Linked DNA regions of Arachis hypogaea: region 2 is linked to region 1. The links are chromatin contacts, called in public Hi-C maps. All regions are on one chromosome and are shown on one strand. Each heading gives the region's core, a stretch centred on a gene start, on an enhancer-like site or on the middle of the called end of the contact. The rest is flanking DNA. Distances are from core to core; before and after follow the strand shown.

What was found. Hi-C and Micro-C count contacts between places; a contact is called where the count stands out from the background.
Region 2: a Hi-C map of leaf shows a contact between it and region 1, with 2.6 times the contacts expected there. The contact joins the promoter of LOC112777393 here to the enhancer-like site in region 1. A contact is called at or near these places in 3 of 8 Hi-C or Micro-C datasets (leaf and an unstated tissue).

The regions. Positions count from the first base shown.
Region 1 is chr19:63,164,631-63,168,063 of arahy.Tifrunner.gnm2.J5K5, reverse strand. No RefSeq gene overlaps it. Among protein-coding and RNA genes, the nearest start is that of LOC112777226, 9.8 kb to the left of the region's middle. Within about 2 kb of position 1,798, at least 3 of the 3 cell types and tissues checked have open chromatin away from gene starts, as enhancers often do.
Region 2 is chr19:63,324,061-63,327,493 of arahy.Tifrunner.gnm2.J5K5, reverse strand. It overlaps LOC112777393 (homeobox-leucine zipper protein ATHB-12), which reads right to left and starts at 1,743. Exons shown (of 9, transcript XM_072227404.1): 1 at 1,342-1,743; 2 at 960-1,185; 3 at 719-832; 4 at 1-142.

The DNA.
Region 1 (3,433 bases), core at 549-3,048:
AAATCTCTAGTGGCAACCTTAATTCTTGCATGATTCCTTACCAGCCTTCCGTTAATTACTAAAGACTCAATCCTGTTATTCCTCCTCCTTGCTGATGCAATATTGTGGAAGTACCTAGTATTCCTGTCCATCTCCTTGGCATGTCGAGATCTAGACATTTGCTTCCAGTGTATATCTTGCCTCTCATACCATACCTCACAACACCTTACCAGCGCCTTCCTTCTTGCTTCTACTGTACCATCATATACTCCGCTGCTCACCAGATCATCTACTTTCTTGATCTCCTCCTCAAACCTTTGTATCTTCTCCTGTATATTCCCAAAGTGCTGCTTGTGCCATCTACCCAGTGGTTTTGTCAGCGCCTTTAGTTTATCTAAGAACTGTGCGTCGCCCAAGCCCCTCCATTCTTCCTTCATCATTCTTAGGAAGCCTTCATGCGTGAACCACGCGTCTAAACTGTGGAATGGTCTTGGTCCTTGAGCTATTCTTCTATCTTCCACAATCAAAGGACAATGATCTGAGAGACCTCTCGGGCCCCCTCTTAAACGAGTATCCAGGTACACATCCAGCCATTCCAAGCTCACCAGGCATCTATCAATACGACTGCATGACTGACCTCTAAACCATGTATACTTCCTATCATTAATTGACAAGTCCACCAACTCCATGTCATTGATCCATGTTCTAAAGTCCTTAGCAGAAGCTGACAAGTTGGTCGCCCCTTTTCTTTCCTCTATATGCACAATTTCATTGAAGTCTCCCATGTAACAAAACGGGATTTGACACAATCCTGTAATAAAGCTTAATTCCTCCCACGTTGAGAGTTTTTCATCTCTCACATGTGGACCATACACCAAACAAATTACACAGTGAAAATTATCTTTGGTCATCACTCCTTCTACACATAACCACCTATCTCCTTTATAGCAATTTAACAATTTGAATACAGAGTCATCCCAAATTAATAGTAACCCTCCCGAAGCTCCAATAGAATCAACACACTCCCAACTAGCTCTATCATTGCCCCAAATTCTAGCTACATCATATTTGTTCAGCAATTCTTTTTTTGTTTCTATCAACCCCAACATATCTACTCTAAACTTATTTTTAAATTTTTTTATCATGTTCGATTTTGCAACACCTCCCAACCCCCTAATATTCCAACAACTTAAAATCATTTACCAAGATTATTACACACCTGCTTGTGGCATTTTGGGTGACTTCTTCTGAATTTCTCTTTTCGCTTCGACTGTCTTCGTTTTATAGCTATGGCTTCATTTTGATCCTGAAGAATTGCCATGATGTCCTCCTCATCGCTGCATGGTACTGCTCCTGATTCGACTGCCAGTTTCCATGCTTCTTTATTTTCTGTCATTTCCTCTTCCCAACTCCTGATTTTCTTGTCTCTGCATATCACTGAATCTTCGTGTAAATCCTCTTCTGTGGCTACCCCTTCCTCTACTCGGTCTTGTGGTTCAATGGCTTTTCCAAACCCCGACACTCGCCCCAAACCCACCTCCAATGTCCCGTCTTTGTTTGACTCCTAGCTCTTTGCATCACCCGCAGCCTGTACTCTTCCTTCCACCTCATCCGGCTTCATATTACTCATTTTGCAATAAAAACCTTCGAATTGGTTTCCAATTGTGGCATCACCCGTGAACTGGTCATGCTCCTCTTGGCCTCGGCTTGGTTCACCTCCAACCGTAAGCATCTCCTCCGCCGCACTATCTGTAGGCCCGCCGTCCCTGTCTTGTTCCCCTGCTTGTCCTCGCGGCACGATGCACTCCAGCGCACATGCAGCCAACCGGGTCTCATCTCCTTCAACCGGGTCATCCATCACCAGGTTTGATTGTCCAAGGCCACACTCCTCCAGCTGGGCCACGTTATTTTTATTGTTTCCAAAGCCATATTCCTCCAATTGGGCCTTATCCTTTTTATTTTTGCCACCCTTATGTTCCACTTCCTTGGGCCTTTTTGCCAATAACCCTTTATTAATCCTCCTATTAGCAATTGAATGCTCCCTCTTCTGCCCACAAATAGGATATCCCCTTTGGATCTCCTCATAAGTGCATGATACGGTGCAGTCCGAGTCCTCATCCATATTAGTTGCCATAATTGCCGTAACATCCTCCTTTCCATTAATCAGCGGACAACCGGTTCTCACATAATGGCCTTTTGAATTTTGAAAATTCCATTCATTTAATTCACAAGATAGAATTCCGACTTTGCCCTTGTCTTGTTCCAATGATTCCACCACCGTACGTTCTGCCTCAGGATCCCATCCAGCCACCATCGGCTCAACACCACTGCTAGCTTCATTTCTTACTTTAATATGCTGCATATATTTCGGCACCACTTCACGTTTATTTTTTTGTTCAACCTTTGTGTTCGGAAAGCACTCTTCTCCATACATTTCTCTACCAACCTCTTTCACAAGGACGTCGAATTCGCTCGTCCCAATAGTAACATGAACCCACTCATTGATCATATCGAACATGCATGTGTCGATCAGAACGCGACCCACACTAAATGAACTACACATTTTCGTTAAATCGTCACACTTTACCACCTTAATGACTTGAAATTGTCACGAGTTCTACTAAACTTATTTGTTGTCGCCAATACTTCATCACTACAAACATGAAACAGATTAGTTTAGTACCATTTTTTAAAGCCTTAATAGATAGATAATGAGATATATAACCTTCTTTTATTTGGTGCAAATACATAGGTTCCTATTTTAATATCTAAGTCATCCAAATCCATGTATGCAAGAGGCTTAAATAAAATCGGATTCACTGCAAAATAAAAGAATTGGTGAGATTACTAAGTTAGCTGATTGATGCAAATTCTTGTAATATACAAACTTACGGACGACCATTCAATTCTCCGTTTATTGTGCTCGGCCTTTTTGTTGTTTAGAGAATGCATGCTAATAGAATATCCACTTGGTGTACTCTTTTTTAAAAGTGTCTTTTGCTCCTCAGTTAGAAATTTGTGTGAGATCCTTAGTGTAGTTTTTTTATTTTTTAAAAATTTATCTTTGATAGAGACAGTATTCACACCGACCATATTCTTAGACAAATGTGGATTGCAGACAATTCTTCTCTTGGCTGTAGATACCTTCTTATCGTATACACTTGTATGTTTTGATGCTTTTTATTTGTATAGAGTCAGACTGATGATGTTGTGGAGACTTTAGTAGTTTAAAAATTTTATATGTATCACTTGGATTAGTAGATTGAAAAGGATATAAGAGAGTAGGAGGCCAAAATTTTGTGACAGTTAGACCCACGATAAATGATGGTGGAAATAGGTTGTATAGCGATGGATGCATGGTTGTTAGAGATTGGTTAGAATATACTGCAGCAGTGTAAAAATCGTGGTACATAGAATAAAAATATTGAGGTATGTGAGGTATATAATTGAAGTA
Region 2 (3,433 bases), core at 494-2,993, 160 kb before region 1:
AGTTTCCTGCAATGCAAATAACATCAATTTTTATATAACATAATAAAGGTAGAGTCAAAATAAGGATCTTAGGAACTTACACTTGCTGAATTTGAGGAATGCTAAGGAGCTTTGATGGAAAAGGACCTTCCAAGGATCCAAACTTCACAAATTATAGATAACTATAATACATGAGTTTCCCTTAGTATCTACCTATGCTATACTCATTTCTTTTTGCCTTAAAATACTTTTTACTTGTTTATTATTGTAGTTAATAATCAAGAATTAGCAGGGGATGCCATATAACCCATATTTAAATGGGACTTTCATAATTCCTTAACAAGGATTAATTATGACACATGAATTAGCTTATATTATGATCATTATATTAATTAAACACATAAAGAGTACACAGTACCCAAAGACAAATATTTCAAAAGGGGACCATGATGCATGGACAACTAATAATAAGTAAAAACGATCTCTCTTAAATAAGGCAAAATAGAAATTTCAACTACAATAACCCATCAAACAAATTTGCCACTAAAGTACAACTTCAAGCGAAGTATACAAAGAGACTTTATATTATATTATATATTTATATATCTATACAAGCCTATGAAAATGCAAAACGTGCATCATATGAACCTTGAAGCCAGAATGATGATCGAGTGAGTAAACATTCTTAAACATAATTGTCTCCTAAGTAAGTACAGTAAGGTACTAATAAGTCACTTACCTCTTCTTTTCTTTTGAATGTATCTGTGTTTCCAGATATAAATCCCAATAACAATTTCAACCACCAGAGCAACCACTGAACTGACTATTGGAACAACTAGCACGGCTACATTCACTGCACAGCAAGACAAAAAAAAAAAAGAAAAGAACTATATTCAAGAACCAAGATACAACAGTAAAAAGTATTCAAATTTTCTTCAATCTGGAAGCTGGATCCTTAATTGGAACTGCAATTCACTTACCTTTTGAACTCCAATTTTCTTGTTCCTTGTACCAAAGCAGCAAGTATACAAGAAAAATCCTATTGAAACTAGGAAGTAGGATTAGAGAAGATCTATACTTGATCTTCGTCCTAGATTTTGTGTGACGAATGAGATTTGAGTCTTTTGATTCTCCTTACTTCAGGCTCAATTGTAAAGGACTCAATGCTTCAGGAGATGCAAAAACTATGGTCTCGCTTGAGCTAACCTAAATTATCAATTTCGCAACATATATTATATATTCTCTTCAAATTGAGAGAACACGATATTACAATTAGGTCAAGTTTACACCTGACATAGGAAATTTCCAAATGAAACTGAAGTTGGCTTTGGAAAGAGTTCAGTAATAGTCAGAAAATGATACCTTGTGAGCTTGATTGAGAGAGAGCAGAAAAGGACCAAAGTAGGAGGAGCGACGGCAGCAACAGAGAGAAGGAGCGGCGGCGGCACGAGCAAGAGGAGCGACAGTGGGGAGCAACAGCGGCACGGCAGCAACAGAGCACGCGGCGACGTGAGAAAACGAAGTGACAGCGGTGCAACCGTGACAGCGGCAGCGAAGAGTGAGGGTTGGTGAGGAATGCAGAAAAGAATATGGAGGCTTTGTTCAACTCGGCTGCAGGATCGCTAGAGAGGGAGAGAGTAATTGAGTGCTACTACTTTTGAAATGGTGGGTCGCTGTGTTGCTCCCTTTGACCCAAAATTGTGCTTCTGAACATGGAAGCGGGAAGTGGGCGCGGGATTGTTTTCTTTAGCAATAAAAATCGACGTAGAGTTGTCGATTTTAATTTGAAAAAAAAAGCAACGTTTTTTACTGTCTATTTTATACATTAAATCCACACCATTCATTTAATTTTTGGAAGCAATCTAGACTGTTCCAATTTATCGACGGAACTGTTGTCAATATTTTAAATATAAAAATAGACGACATGGTCGTCGATTTTAAAATAAAAATATTTTCGTCTTCCTCGTTCGCCGACGATATGACGATAGTTTTAACAGGGTTAATGCAGCATAAAAAAAATCGACGATCAGACCGTCGATTTTATTATTTTATTTTTAAATTTTATTTTTTTGAAATATCGACAGCAAGCCGCCGAAATTTATCGATGGGAGAGATAGCCGTCGATTTTTTGCGTCGATAAATACGCTTTTTCTTGTAGTGAAACCGACAGATGAGCTCATGGTTTGTATAGGACTAGACATGCATCATATTTTTTGTGCATATTTGTTTGTGATTGTGTTTTATGTGATTGTGTGTACTTGTGATTGGATTCTATGTTCTATAATTGTTGAATTGGATGGTACTTTGTCGACTTTTGTTGCTGACCAAGTATATATAAAATGAATATTAACTATACACCCGGATCCTATTAAGAACTCTCCAGTTCTTACCCCCTATTTCCACCCCCTTTCAGCTACAGGTACGAAGGCTTATTGTGAAGCTGCAGGAGCACAGAAGAATATGTTTATGACTTGAGTTGTTAGAATCTATTTTTCCCTCGCCTTGCTAGTTAGATTTTTATTCAGAGGGGTAAGTTCTGTAATTACTTTTGTATGTAATACTACAATGTATTATCAATATTAAGTATGTGAATATGTGGTTGTTTGTTCTTGTTAGAGAAGTTATAAGTTTTAGTAAAACTATCGACAGATTTACGTGTAAAGGATTAATATTAAATATATAATAAAAGGAATTAGGTTAATAATGCCTTACTTTTGGTACGATCATAAGGTGCTAAAAGCTAGGGTGTGAATGAAATTCACAAATACAACAATGTTGGAAATCAAATTGATTAAAATTAAGGAGCAAAAAAAATTAGACTGAACATAATTAAAAGAGTGGGAGCAATATAATCATTTGATATAAACATTTTTACTCTTGTTATTGGAAGTGAGAATAAGTATTCGTTCAGTGATAAAATTGGCAACACCACCAAAAAATATTTAGCTGGCAAATAATTACAGAAATGAGAAGACAAAAACAGTTTAATTAAAACTAAAATGAGAGATAATATGAAATGCTTAAGTAGTTAAGTGCAGAGAAAGAGAAAATAGCCACATAGAGATTTTATTTTAAAAGTCAAATAAGTTGAGAGCATTATAAACAAGGTCAAAAAAGAATATATTGAGCATTAAATCGGCTGCAATATCCTTCTTTGCAAGGAATGAATAAAAAGTATTTTCAACTAAGCAAATTAACAAATACCATAAGATGCATTCCAATTTTAGTATTTATGATTGGAAAGAAAAGAAAAAGAAATAAAAAAGATAACTGCATAAACAATTAAATGAATACATAACTAAATAGTATTTTTTATTTCTCAAACCATAGTAATTAAATAAAATCTCAGACCTATGGGTCGTTGCGACGACAAAAACTACCATCACTAATGGATTGTCTTCTTCCTCCACTAAGTAGTTAATGTTGACGACCTTTGCTCAAAACATGATTTAGC